2 separate regions of the Mus musculus genome follow, and region 2 is linked to region 1. Evidence: chromatin contacts called from public promoter capture Hi-C data. All regions are on one chromosome and are shown on one strand. The core of a region is the stretch at or near the end of the contact, and the rest is flanking DNA. Distances in the headings are between cores, read along the strand shown.

Region 1 (3,714 bases), core at 934-3,433:
GAAGGAAAAATGCAGAACCAATCTGCCCTCACGGCTCTTAGTATCAGTGAGGGCATGTATCCAAACTCAGATTGATTAATTAATTAACTAATTATTGATCAGGAGTGCTGGGGATCAAACTCAGTCTCACACAGCTCTCTACTACTGAGGGAGTCCCAGACCTGAGTTATTTTTCTTTCTAGAACACTGAGCATTTTCTGGACCCTCACCCAAAAGGGGTCTAACTTAGTGAGTCCTCTAGGAAGAGACTAGAGACACGTGATTGGATGACACTTCCTGGGGATGCTCACTGACAGTAAAGAACTGAGGGAAAGCAGGCCCCTCCCAAGAGGTGTGGTACGCCCCCTCCTTCAGCATTAAGAGGAGCCACGGAGTCCACTCACACAATTTCTGCTTCATTTCTCTCAGAAATAATTCCTAAACTGGGCACGGTGGCTTACACCCATAATCCCAGAGACTGAGTCAGGAGGATCGCTGTAGATTCCAGGCCAGGCTGGGCTACAGTAGAAACCAAACGGAAAGAGCATGGTCGGTGTTCACTACAGTTAGAGACGAGAAGGCTGGAAAGGCTAGTCTTTGCTTTCTTTTCTTTTTTAAAAAATTTTATTTTATGTATATGAGTACACTGTAGCTGTCCTCAGACACACCAGAAGAGGGCATCGGAACCCATTACACATGGTTGTGAGCCACCACGTGGTTGCTGGGATTTGAACTCAAGACCTCTGGAAGAGCAGTCAGTGCTCTTCACCACTGAGCCATCTCTAGCCCCAGCCTCTGCTTTCTATCTGTGTCTTCAGACTCAGGCACACCTTGGCTCTGCCTCTGATGTATAACGTTTGGCTCGTCAGTTCAGTTCTCTGAGTCTCCTTTATCCAATCTGGTAAGAAAGCGGCTGAGACCCTGGCCCCTCTCCTGTAAGTGCCCAAGTCTTTTTACTATAGAATACTTCACTAGTGTAGCAATGACTGGGAACGGCTGGGAAGCCCCGGTCCAGCTAACATGGTAAAAGCTTCAGAACACCTCATGCCTTTGTGGCAGCTCAACATTTCCAGGCCCCCTTGGGGCATCCATTGCTGTCCACCCTTGAACTGGGAACCTTAGGGACAAGGCAGCTGGGACTGGCAGAGATGCTTCCCATATTGTTGGACCTCTGTGGCAGAGGTCAGCTCTTCTCTGCAGTGGGGTTTACAGACCATTCACCAATCAAAAGCCCCCCTCAGAACCGTTCAAGAAGGGGCCCTGAGTCTCTTGGGCCTGCATACCTGAGTCAAGGTGGCATCGAACAGCTTGCAGGCTTCATTGCTTGTGGTTGAGAGTGGGAGCCCAGCATTCTTCCACGCCTACACAACAGGAAAGGGACACCAGGTTTTCCTCGGCTGAGGCCCCCAAACTCTTGGTTTTACTACTCTGTAAAATACCTTAGAGGGTCCAATGAGGTGAGTTCAAGGGTCAGCCAGAAGGCAGACAGCAAATAGGAGGGTCATTACCAGGAACGGTAGGAAGCCTGGCCCCTGGTGGAGGAGGTCAGAGTTCAAATGTGTAACTTGAAGGATGTCTGGCTTGTCACAGGCCTAGTAAGGGGTGTACTACCTGCCAACGCCTAGCATCTCCTCTCCCATTGCAACCTGCAGTTGCAAAACCTTCAGATTACTAAGGCTGCCTGCCCTCGGTGACCTGACAGCCGTCAGGGTGCACAGTGCCCGGATCACCCTTGGGCGTGGGACATGCCCTTAAGTCCTGGCAAGCAAAAGGCTGCACTTCCCCAAGACTTGGAAATCAGGTGGCTGGGGCAAGCATCTTCCTGGTCTAAAAAATGGGTTCAAAACCCGGGCCCCCCAAATGGGTGGCTTCAATGAACCGTTTCCTGCATTCAAACCCAGTTCACAAGCTTCCACCGGTGCACTTGACTGGGAACCACTTTGGAGTCCACCCTGGGCTGCCTATGCACAGCGAGCTCAGGTCCAGGTTCCCTGCCTGACTCCGGGTGACCTATAGGTTTGATCTCAACAGCTCGGCGCTGGGTCAACTCCCGGACCGAGGAGGACCCAGCCGAACCGGTGCGCGTACCTGGCAGTCTCGCAGTGACATGATTATAGCTTTGGTCTGCAGAGTGACAGCACCGGTCAAAGCTTTTGGAGTCTCTGAGAGGGTCTGGGGAAGTGAGGGTGTTATTGATTGCGGAAGGGGGCGGAGCGGGGCGAAGCGAGGGCGGCCGCGCTATCCGGATCTCTCATTGGTGGCTTGGGACGCACATGCGCAGCTCATCTCAGGGTCAGATCTCTCCGACCCACAGGTTCCCTGGTGGATGTGGGAGGTGTGGGTGTAGGTGTGGGTGTGGGAGGAAGGGGAGGAGGAATGGGTGGGGGTAAAGAGAATGGGAGGGTATAACCGGTCGCATTTCCCAGGTGAGGTGCTCAAAACTAGCCTGGCAGCTGCAGCCTCTACTCCTGAACCCCACGTGGGTAGAGGTGCCCAGCTTAGGTTTAAATTCCAGGATCTTTCTTGCTCATCTGATGGCATGGGTGCTTGCTGTCCAGCCTCTCCCAGTCTCCTTCACTGGGCCAGAGGGAGGCATGGGAGTTCTGGGCCAATCTTGGAGCCTCGTGCATCTAGTCAAGAGCTGTACCCCATCCCCCGTCCCCCATCCCCGTTTTGAATTAGGATCCCACTTAATTGCTCAGGCCAATCTTAGATCAGCTTTGTGGCCGAAGCAGGTCTTGAACTTTCAATCTGCTTGCCTCGAGCTGTCAGCATTACAGACCTGTCCCTCCCACCAGGCCTGGCTGTCACTGGAAAGTTCTAGGAAGCTTTCCTCCACTTGCCCAGCCTCAGGCACTCGCTGCTCAATTTTTGGCTAAGCCATTGACAAGCTTCACTCAAAACTCTCTGCTGCCCTGGGACAGTCTCCCTCTCCCCTTCCTCTCTGTAGGAGCTTCCAGACATTTTGTGGGAGTCAGCTGGGCAGTGAGGGTGGAGAGGCTGGAAAATTCATAATGCTATCGCTAAGTGAAAGAAATCAGACACAAGCCGGGCAGTGGTGGCGCACGCCTTTAATCCTAGCACTGGGAGGTAGAGGCAGGTGGATTTCTGAGTCCAGCCTGGTCTAAGAGTGAGTTCCAAGACAGCCAGAGCTACACAGAGAAACCCTGTCTCAAAAAAAGAAAAAAAAAAAAAAAGAAAAGAAATCGGACACAAAAGAATACACACACATCCTCCTCCTCCTCTTCATCATCACCACCACCACCATCATCACCATCATCAGGTATATGTTAAACATCCAGAATACCAGAACCATAGAGACAGAAGGCAGGCGGCTGGAGGCCAGGGTTGGAGAGGATGAGTGGTAACAGTCAGTGCTAGTAGGATTGTCTTTTGGGGTAACAAGATATTTGACTGTAAAATGAGTTTGGCTGGGCATGGTGGTGCATGCCTTTAATCCTAGCACTTGGGAGACAGAGGCAGGTGGATTTCTGAGTCCAGCCTGGTCTACAGAGTGAGTTCCAGGACAGCCAGGGCTATACAGAGAAACCCTGTCTCGAAAACAAAACAAAACAAAACAACAACAACAAAAAACCCATTGAGTTTGTACTTAATATCTTGTAGCTTTACCCTTCTAAATGGGTAGCTTTATGTGAATAGTACTTCAGTAAAGACACTGTCTTGATGAATGAGTTTTTTGTGTCCTGTCCCCTTGAATTTTTCACCCGAATCAGT
Region 2 (3,829 bases), core at 1,069-3,568, 220 kb after region 1:
GTTCCAACACGGATCAGCGGGCGCAGGGGCTGCTGGTCTCAGCGGGGGCAGCAGCATGCGAGGGCTGACTCAGGCGCGCCCTCCTAGAGACAGGCAGAGTCCGGCAGGGTGCTACCTGCCCGGGTCCGCCCGGGGTTCCTTTTGTTGGGACTGCTAGAACTCGAAGGCATTAACTGGTCCCAGGGCCTCAGAGTGCAGGGTTAATCCCTTGTGGACAGGCTATAGAAAGGCCTATGCTGAGTTCCTTCGCCATGCCCTCTCCACTGTCACCGTTGTCACCCACTCACTCATTCCTACGTCAGCACGCTTATTCCACGTGCGCTGGAATGAGCACGCATTCCCTGCACCCCGCCTGTCCTCTGCCCCGGAACAGCGAAATCAAGGTGACAAATCTAGCGGCCAAAGCAACTGGGCAGGTGGAAAGGTGAGTCCCAACCTGGGGAAACCCTAGACTGACCTGGGCAGAAAGAAGAGTCCCAGCAGAAGACCGTGAGCCTCCCAACCCTTGTCCTGACTGGACACTGCCGGGTGGGCCTCTGGCTGCAGAAGCTGGCCTAGGCACCAGGCCATGGTCCCTGTATCAGACCTGCCCAGTGACTGATGTGACTAGGGTTCACTCTGGCAGGCTGAAGACAACTCTGGGTCATCATGGAAGGTTCGTTCTACAGTGTCCACCCCAGCATCCATCCTTCTGCTCCTGGCCCCGGTTCCAATCGCAGGCCATATCTCCACGCAGCAAATCATTAAGCATTGGCTTTCTCGGTCACACTAGGACTGGGGTTATAAGAGCACCAGTGGCAGCTGCAGCGATCCTGCTAGAAGGTAGTCTAGCCTCGAGTGAGGAAGGTGCCAGAAGTTCTTGAATCTTGGAGCCTGTGGGGGCACAAGCCAGGGGCAGAAAGGGTCTTCTGTGGGGCCTGTGAACTCCGAGGGCTGCTGTCTGATGCCCCCTTGCTCCTCAAATATAGACCCCTTTTTAAAAGGGCCCAGTCCAGTCCCTAACCCTTTGTATATCTTCCACACTCAACTGGCCTGAGTGTCATTTGGCTACATGTTCCCTGCTGAAATGAGATGACATAGGGTCAGCCTCTCTGTATCCCAGGAAGGCCTTAGTTACTCATAAACCAGCCTGCTGCTGAGACCCTTCTGTGAATGAGTCCCTACTTGTCCCCGTCTTCCTACAAGCTGGCCCCCGAAGCACAGGTGTCCACATACAAGCTGGGCTCTCTTGTGGGAGGGGATTCAAGCCGTCAGAAGAATGGCGCTCTAGCCAGTGCAGAATGTCTATCTGAGGGCAGCCGGGGTACAGTACTACAGGATGTTGGGAGTGCTGTCTTGGCGAAGGGTGCTTCCTTCCAGCTCAGGGTCAGGCCTGTTCTCTAGCACTCTGGCTGGCACTTCCAGCTCAGTTGGCTTGTGGCCAAAGCTGCATCTGTCCCAGTGGCAGCAAAAAGTGCATTTCCCACACTCTCTGCGACGCCCCTGGGGGTGGTGGAGGGACTCTTGGGTTGCTGTGGGGCTGCTTGCCCAGGGACTTAGACGGGCATCCTGCTGTTCTTAGTGCCCTGAAAACCCAGATGAGAGACCATGATGCCAGAGTACATATCTAGGGTGCTGCTGACCCTCTTCCTTCCCCCCTCCTCCAGCCTCCAGCCACAGTACCAGCTTGCACCCCAGAGGTTAAGAGCCCGGACACTGCAGGGTGTGGCAGCTCAACCCTGACTGGCCTAGTCTAAACCGATGTTCCGCCAAGGAGGCCCTTTGGCTGCCGCAAGCACCTAAACAGCCCTGCCTTTGTCCTAGTGGCCACAGGCACTGTTTGCTCTGTGCCCAGCTTGTTTTTCCCAGGCTGAGCTGGGCAGGCAGAGCCCGGGAGCCATGGAAACAGCACAGGCCACCTGTCTTGCCCAGCCCCGCTCTCTGCCCAGTTGCTTTCTCAGTCTCTTCAGACCTCCTGCTGTACTGGCCCTGTACCAGCTGCCCCTGTCCCGCCCCCTCACTAGCTAGGCTGGGTGCAGAGACAGCCAAGGGTTTCAGGGGCCCTGGGGTCACACAGATCCTGGGGTCAGCTCGGCCATCCTTAACACCCAGGCGGTTGTCTGCTTGCTGCCTGCAGGGAAGCCCTTTACCTAGCACCTCTGCCCTGCTCTGGCAGGACTTTCTGTGCACAGGAGGAAGGGTGTGGGCTCCCTCAAGAGCTCCTCAGCTGTCTTAAAACTGCTGGGGGGCTGGAGAGATGGAGCGACAGTTACGAGTTGTTCCAGAGGACCCAGGTTCAATTCTCAGCCCCTATGTGCTAGCTCACAATTGCCTTTGCCTCAGTTCCAGGGTATCTGGTGCCCTCTTCTGGTCACTATGGACACTGCACATCCATGATGCACAGATATAAATGCAGACAAAAATCAATCAATGAAACAAACAAACAAAAAGCCTTCTGCCCAGCCTCTGGTTTTCTCCTGTCCTTTTGGAATCTCCAATCATTCAATAAGATCAGTCTGACGCCCCAGGCTCAAAACATCTAATTCTTGTCCCCAACGACACTTCCTGCCTGCTGGTGTGTCCTAGGTTTTTCTCTAATAAGTAGCCAGAACAGCTCCGCATGTGATGGGCCTGACCTTGGACCTGTGTCCACAGGCTCCCTCAATGGGTCTCAGTGTAATCCGGACAGGGCCAGTTTCTTCTCTATTTATTTTCAGGGTGCATGGATATTCTCCAGGTAGGATTTGGGAAAAGATAGTGAGCCCGGGCAACTCTGTGGTTGGGTGGGTGGAGTTGGAGGACAGCGTTTCACTCCCTCTGGGGCAAGGTGAGAAGTGTGTGCTCATCTTAGGAGGGGTCCCCTGGCCCAGGCAGGGGAGGACCCACCGATGTGGCCCCAAAAGCACCAGTTTGTCAGTGCCTGTGTTCTCAGACGTCTTTTGGACGGGAAGCTTAATTGCTCCATTCTCCAGATGAGAAAATCAAGGCTCCAAGAGTGCTCTCTAATACTGTCACTGGGTCAACGGCTAGGGAGCTCTCCTGGTCACCTTTAGTGCATCCCCCCACCCCAAGCTGTCCTTACAGTTTCCCGATCATGTGGCTGATCAAGTCATCGAGAAGCCCAATGCTTCTGGACGGGTGCCATTTGACAGCAGGGTACATCTCAGTGTGCCTAATGCTTCTGTATTTTGCAGGAGGGGACATGGGCTGGAGAGGGTCAGGGCTTGGCAACTCTGCCCTTCATTTCTCCGGCCTCCCTCACGTCTGGCCATTTTGTTCCAGCTCTTGAAATATCTGCTCTGCCCTCCCGGAAGCTGCTGGCTTCAGGCAGGACCGTTCCTCCTATCTGCTCAGTCCAATTCAGTCTTGTCACCTCCCTGTAGCGGTCACTGGACAGAAACTGGGATGTGCTGTCCACCCTGGCTGGGCTCCTGGGTGGCCAGGAGGCTCTTGGAAAGCCCTCTTCATCCCCACTCATGGAACTCTTGCAGCTCTTTTCCGGAATGGCTTCCCGATGAGGTAATGCTTCTTGCAGACGGGAGGAGGTCCTGGAGAATGGCCGCCAGTGGCCTCCTTGCCTGGGCGACCTGCCCAAGGCACAAAATGAGCCCTTTTTGGTGGCTGAAAGGAAGACCAGGCCCTAGACTCCAGACCTTCATTCGTCACCCAGCCTTGAGCTGAGACTATCCTAGTCCTGGGCTGAGCCTGTAGCCTCAACCAAGGGGAAACTAAGGCCTGAGGGGGGAGGGGCCGGCTACACTCAGAGCCCCAGAAAGAATCCACAGCTACTCCTGTTTGACACTCTGAGGGACAAGGAAAGCCTCCTGGTTCACCCTCTTGGGTCTGAGGA

What was found. Promoter capture Hi-C pulls out the DNA fragments that hold promoters and counts their contacts.
Region 2: a contact with region 1 is called in a promoter capture Hi-C map of liver, with 4 times the contacts expected there. The contact joins the enhancer-like site here to the promoter of Ttc38 in region 1. A contact is called at or near these places in 16 of 39 promoter capture datasets (the 3T3-L1 cell line, 3T3-L1-derived adipocytes, the C10 cell line and 10 more), 1 of 15 datasets of contacts at CTCF or cohesin (large pre-B cells), 15 of 484 Hi-C or Micro-C datasets (the Ba/F3 cell line, ECoMG myeloid progenitors, the G1E-ER4 cell line and 4 more), 11 of 115 datasets of contacts at active chromatin or transcription factors (astrocytes, bone marrow-derived macrophages, embryonic limb bud and 4 more) and 3 of 9 other capture datasets (adipose tissue, embryonic stem cells and liver).

What each region holds. Positions count from the first base shown.
Region 1 is chr15:85,830,773-85,834,486 of GRCm38.p6, reverse strand. It overlaps Ttc38 (tetratricopeptide repeat domain 38), which reads right to left and starts at 2,183. Exons shown (of 14, transcript NM_001033337.4): 1 at 2,068-2,183; 2 at 1,263-1,340. The coding sequence starts at 2,088.
Region 2 is chr15:85,611,625-85,615,453 of GRCm38.p6, reverse strand. No RefSeq gene overlaps it. Among named protein-coding and RNA genes, the nearest start is that of D130051D11Rik, 21 kb to the left of the region's middle. Within about 2 kb of position 2,318, at least 118 of the 459 cell types and tissues checked have an H3K27ac peak or open chromatin away from gene starts, as enhancers often do. A contact at or near this core is called in 3T3-L1-derived adipocytes, the G1E-ER4 cell line, adipose tissue and 6 more, where this site is marked.